Linked DNA regions of Rattus norvegicus: region 2 is linked to region 1. Evidence: chromatin contacts called from public Hi-C data. All regions are on one chromosome and are shown on one strand. Each heading gives the region's core, a stretch centred on a gene start, on an enhancer-like site or on the middle of the called end of the contact. The rest is flanking DNA. Distances are from core to core; before and after follow the strand shown.

Region 1 (3,248 bases), core at 15-2,514:
AGGGTGTGTGTACTCTGATGGTTGGGCTACATACAAGAATCCCGAGGTGCTTAGATGTTTCCAGATGGCAGAAAAATAGCAGTGGCTTCTCTGAAATGACTAAAATACTTTTTAAAAATCGAGTGCAAAAAAATCCACAGAAATTAGTTCACCATTTTAGATAACTTTTATTGTGGCATATTGTTATAACGGCTTTATTTTTATCGTTGTTGATTTGAGTGTGTGTGTGTGTGTGTGTGTGTGTGTGTGTGTGTGTGTGTGTGTGTGTGTAGGAAAATCTATAGTATATACAGGATTGAATACTGTTGCACGTGCTGGCTGAGGGGAAGGGGGTGTGTGTGTCTTGGAAAGCAAACCCTGAGGACAGAGAGTAGTGCAAATAGGAGAATAGCAGTCACTCCTCGCTGGGAGACCGTCCTTCAGTGGTTTAGATGCCAGGAAGTGCTCCATGCTCCGGTAAGTTCCCTCTCCCCCATGCTTGGAAAAAGAAGCCTAATGGAGCTCACTGGCTTGCTAACTAGACTTCAGTGAATTCTCCCTTTAGTCAGCCACTGGTCCCCTAGCTGGGGTGAGCAGAGAGATGAACATTCCCATCTCCACAGGAAACAACTGGGTCCACTGACGTATTCTCAATGATGTCAACATTGCCTGGAGGAGACAGCACTTCTACTCATAAAGCATCACACTTCTACTTCAGATTCTTCCTCCCCCTCAGCCTCGCTGGAGAAGCAGAGGCAGCCACTGGATTGGAGGATGGGAACTGTTGACCTTGGAGACCTCCCTGTGAAGGAAGGTTACTAAGGACAGACTTCAGAACTGGGTGACTTAGGTCTCTTATCTCAAAGGACTTTGGCAGTGTGATGGAGGCTGGAAGGAAGCCCCAGTCATCCCCGCGACGCTGCTCTTAGCTCTCCCTACCTGAAAGCAGCAGCCAGAGCTCCCCGCGCATGCGCTCTGGGATGCCCTTTAGCACCAGCTCGCGGGTCTTCTCCGTGCGGTACATGCAGATCCCCTGCCCATACTCAGCAAAGTGAATCTTCCAGGCTTGTTCTTTCAAAAACTCTTTGGCCTGAAAGACATAGTGAACATGACCCATCCGGTGACCGGAGGTCCTGAGACCATAATGAAAGATCAGACTGTGATCTGGTGAACCGACAGTTGACTCTGAGCAGAACTCCTGAGAGTGTAGAACTCTGGATGTTTAGAGGTCTTTCCGAATTTTATCCAACCATAGCCTGTTCTATCAGCGTCTCCTGTTCAGTATTTACTTACTTGAAGGGAGATTAACCATTAACCAGTAGAACGCTGATCATACTTGTGGTTTTAGGTGTATACCCCTGTGAATGTTTTAGATGTGGACTGAGAAAGCAGTCTTATTTGTCGTTTGGTTTACACAGTAGTTTAAAAAAAAAGTACCGAAGAAAAAGAAAAGTAGTCACACAGGTACTGTGACCCTTATGGTTTCCACAAGTCACTCTGCAAGCCAATGACACACTTAGACAAAAACTGTTTTCCTTTTCTTTTTCTTTTCTTTTTTGAAAAAAAAATGTTACAGGTATCTCTACAAACACTTAAGGCCATTTCTATTGATGGTGGTTTTAATTGCAATAAAAGTATCTACTCAGGGACAGGAGAGATGGCTCAGTGCTCAAGGGTAGACAATCAGAATTCAGATCCCAAGATCTGCATAAAAGGACAGGAATCTTGAAATTGCCTGCAGCTCCACCTCCAAGTGATCCCCTCTGACTTCGATCTGCTTATACACACGCACGCACACACTCATGTACAAAAATATCTAAAATCTTAAACCTTTTTGTTTTCTTTTGTTCTAACACAGCACGTTTCAGGGGACAGAAAGATGTCCCTACCAATTTTGGGTTGAATTCTTCAGGAGATCGCCGCCGGTACATGGTCATGAGGGTTTGTGTGGCTGTGGGGACGCTGTTGCCGTTAAGGTTAAAGGGGCGCTCTCCATCAGCGTCTGAGCTGGTGCTTCTCTGGGGACTGGAGGAAACAAGGCTGCTGGGCCGAGAATACACCTGTCAGGAGAGGGACACATAAGGTGAGGATGGGCCTGGAAGCACAACTTACTTTGCTGTTCTGCACAACACGAACAGCTAGGTGTGTTCTCCTCGTTGCTATGTGGAGAAGCAGGAAGTGCCAGGAAGTCAACACCTCTCAGAAGTCACACTGGGGCAAAGTCTCGAACTGCCATTCCAATGCTCCAAGCCAGCGCTCCAAGCTGCCTTCCCAGGGCCTGGCGAGTAGCTCGGCTGGTAGAGTGTTTACTTACTATGCACAAGGCCACACAAAAATGGAGTGAGGTGGCCTAGGACTATAATCCCAGCACTCAGGAGATGGAGCCAGGAGGATCAAAAGTTCAACAGAGGGAGGGGGAGGGGGAGGGGAAGAAAGGAAAAGGAACAAAAGAAAAACTGTTCAAAGATTTCTATCATTTGCAGAGAAATCAGAGTACTATTGTCCAGTAAACTTAAAACATTTAATAAAAACATTTCCCTTGGTTTATCTCAATAAAAGTGTTTGATTATCCGATTCACTGGTTTGCCTCCATGCATGACATAGCAGAAGCATTGACTGTTTTGCTAGTTTCTGGCATCTCAAAAATGTTACAGATGTGATGAGGCAGTAGCCTGCCGTCTTTAAAAAAGGGTTTAGCTAACTGAAACGTCCTCGGCCACTCCAGCGAGCTGCTATATTCTCAGGGCCCCGGTTTCTCTGGATGGTGGTCTGATAGGCAATCCATCACAGAAGAATCACCATAACGATGCTATATTTCAGGTCTGACCTCCGCACCCTTCCCACTGATGTCACTAAACAGAAGAGTCATTTTTCATGAACAAGTTGCTTTTACTATCTCCAACTTAAAGAGGTTCAAACTGGGCCAGTCCCGGCTGATGGAGAGACTAAAGGATTGTAAGTCAAAGCCTTTGTGGGCTACAGAGTGAGTTCAAGTCCAGCCTGGAGAACTCAGTGAAGGCTGAGGTCATAGCTCTGTAGCAGATCACTTGCCTAGTTTATGTGACGCTCTGTTTGGCGACCCTTTTGGGGGTCAAATGACCATTTCACAGGAGTTTCCTAAGACCATTGGAAAACACATATTTACGCAATGGTTCATAACAGTAGCAAAATTACAGTTATAAAGTAATAATGAAATAATTTTATAGTTAGGGGGTCACCCAAACCTGGGGAACTGCATTAAAGAGTCAGCATTAGGAAGGTTGCGACCC
Region 2 (2,867 bases), core at 36-2,535, 110 kb after region 1:
GTGCCCAAATTTATGGGGCTCATTTGATAAACTGATTTCTTCTTATCATGTCACAGTTCAAGGCAGGAGGGGAATCTCTGCTCCAGGAAGTTGTTCAGGGACTCAGGCTTGCTCAACATGGCTTTCCTGGCATTGCTGAGTCACCCTTTGAACATTCCACCATCAGCTGGCATATAAATAGAAGGAATATTTTTAAAAGGAAGTGGTTACCCTGTCTAGGAGTTGGGAAAACCTCCCAGCATTGAAGTAGACTCAGAGGGGATGGGTAACTAGACATTCTGCAGAGGGTAAATCATGACAATGTTATAGAATCGTAGGAAAACAGTACGTTACAGTAAGAACCAGAGTCACAGGTTGGTGCCTCTGCTGTCTCCCTAGATGTTGGTCTAGAGCTGGGCGTGGCTCACATAGTAGTTGCTCAGCTAATATGAATTGACTGAGGAATGAAGTGAGCCCCATCACGTCAGACTTTCAATTTAGGGCCTACGTTGTCGGTTAGGAAACGTTTATGTGAGCCAACTGCTGGCAACAGGAGACAAGGTTTGTGTGTCTGTGTAGATGCGAGGACGCAGTGCCTTTTAACACGAGGTCTTGGGGCTGGAGAGATGACTCAGCAGTTAAGAGCATTTATCGTTCTCATAGAAGAACCAGGTTCAATTCCCAGCACCCACAGGCGGCTTACGGCTGTGGCTAACTCCAGGTCCAGGGGATCGAACACCCTTTTGCATGCATGTGGGCACAGACATACAGATGAGCAAACCCACACACATAAAATAAATACAAAATAAATTTTAAAAAAAGTTCCTGTTTTGTAGGCCTGGATGGCTTGGAACTTGATACTTGTGGCAATCCTCCTGCTTCTGCTTCTAGAGTCCAGGGATTACAGGTGTATGCTACCACGCCAGACTGGACAATTATTCTGAAGAAATAATGAAGCAGAGAAAACTCGTCAGGCCCTTAATTGTGGCTACTGGTCCAAGACAGGAAATTGGGTTTAATTTGTTCCTGGGACCAAGAAATGAGAAGTGATTCACAAATGCCAAGTGTGTTGGGGACGAATAATGTAGTCACGGCTCTCTCCGGAGCCACAGTTCTTCCTGTAGTCTGTCCACCATGTCTGGGTTTCATTGTCCTAATGAATCTCTGCAGGGGCAGGGTGAGCAGGCCGCTAATGAAGCCTGAGTCGCCTGGTGGTCTGAGGGAGTTGAGCTCTCCCTTTTATCTTCTGGAGAATGAGGAGACCGTGACACAGCAACTGCTTTCTCCAAGCACTCAGGGAAGTTCCATGCTGCAAGCTCCCCAGGCCTTGCAAAGAATAGGAAGTGTTTGTGGGAAGTGAAGCTACCCTGGCTGACCTCTGCTCTTGGTTCAATTTTTTTTCTCACTTTGTCTTCCTCCCATTGCTCTGAATGCTCTTCTGGCTTAACAGAATCCTTTAGTTAAAGCTCTTGATGTTTAGAATGGTGGAAAACTTAAAATTCAGGCTTTATCATTGAACTATGTACACACACACACACACACACACACACACACACACACAAGGATAATCAAAGCAGATCTGATTGTTCTCCTCTTAAAACTGTAGCTTGGCTCAGGACATAGGCCCACACCTGTAATCCCATAATTCTGGGGAGTAGAGGCAGGAGGATTAGGATTTCAAGCCCAGCGATGGGTACATAGTAAGGACCAGGACACCTTTGGTTCCTCAGGACTCTGTTCAAGGTCTTTCCCCTGGAATAGCCGTGTTCCAAGGTCAGCGAGTTGCGAAGGACTCTGTGGCCAATGCACGCTGGAGGGGGGAATCATATTTCAGCCTGACTACGTTGCTTTTTTCTTGACCTTGTCAAAGATTCTTCCTTTTTCTGTTTTAAGTTATCAGTTTTATAGGTATGAATGTTTTACCTGAACATATGCAGTGTGTATCTGCGTGCAGTGTCCTCAGAGGTCCGAAGGAGGCATTAGCTCTCTTGAAACTGGAGTTACAAATGGTTCTGAACCACCCTGTGGGTGCTGGGAACTGAACCTGAGTTCTCTGGAAGAGCAGCCAGTCACCGAAACCCCTTTCTTTTGAGAATGGAGTCGTTTATCTTTATATAAGAAGTCAGTGAGAGGGAGAAAGTGCCCTTCAGCCTTGCAGACCTCAGAGTGAAGTGTGTGGGCAGCCGGGAGTGCTTAGTGAAAACTCTACGGAAGTGGAACGTCTCGCTCTACCCAAGACTGGGGAACTCAGTGACATTTTAATTTTGAAATTGGTACCTCCTTGATAGTTTGAAAGTATGTGCTGACGTAAGCCAAAAGGCAGAAAACAGAGACTAGTGCAATATCTCATCATCCCAAGGTTATGAATGCTAACATTTTCTTAGGCATCCCTGCAGGTCTCGTCTGTACAGGACTTTACCAGGACTGAACTTCAAGGATTGCCCATATAAGGCAAACACTGTTCCACCCAGCTCGGTCTACATCCACTTGGTCTTGTTTATTGATTCTCTTTATATCATTAAAATGATAGGGCAACTGAAGTTCTGTATATTCCTACAAAGTGAACCATTTCCCCATTTTTGATGAATTGGCTGAAAAACATTTGAGGAGGAGTATTCTAAACTAAGTGTGGACACATTTTTTTTTTTTAAAGGGCCAGGTAGTAAGCATAGACTGTGGTCCTGTGTCTCTCTCCCACCCGAGTTAACAAATGAGACTGTGTTCTAATGAAACTTTATTTACAAGCCACACAGGCTATGGTCTTTTAAAGATTTATTTATCTATTTTGTTTACACTGCAGCTGTCTTCAGACACACCAGAAGAGAGCATCGGATCCCATTACAGATGGTTGTGAGCCACCATGTGGGTGCTGGGAATTGAACTCTGGA

Evidence for each region. Hi-C and Micro-C count contacts between places; a contact is called where the count stands out from the background.
Region 2: a contact with region 1 is called in a Hi-C map of liver, with 3 times the contacts expected there. The contact joins two enhancer-like sites. A contact is called at or near these places in 5 of 12 Hi-C or Micro-C datasets (the A7r5 cell line, frontal cortex, liver and 2 more).

The regions. Positions count from the first base shown.
Region 1 is chr19:41,775,662-41,778,909 of GRCr8, forward strand. It overlaps Tbc1d9 (TBC1 domain family member 9), which reads right to left. Exons shown (of 21, transcript NM_001415072.1): 8 at 1,869-2,039; 9 at 919-1,069. Among named protein-coding and RNA genes, the nearest start is that of Ucp1, 56 kb to the left of the region's middle. Within about 2 kb of position 1,265, at least 8 of the 93 cell types and tissues checked have an H3K27ac peak or open chromatin away from gene starts, as enhancers often do. A contact at or near this core is called in liver, where this site is marked.
Region 2 is chr19:41,888,721-41,891,587 of GRCr8, forward strand. No RefSeq gene overlaps it. Among named protein-coding and RNA genes, the nearest start is that of Tbc1d9, 42 kb to the left of the region's middle. Within about 2 kb of position 1,286, at least 4 of the 93 cell types and tissues checked have an H3K27ac peak or open chromatin away from gene starts, as enhancers often do. A contact at or near this core is called in liver, where this site is marked.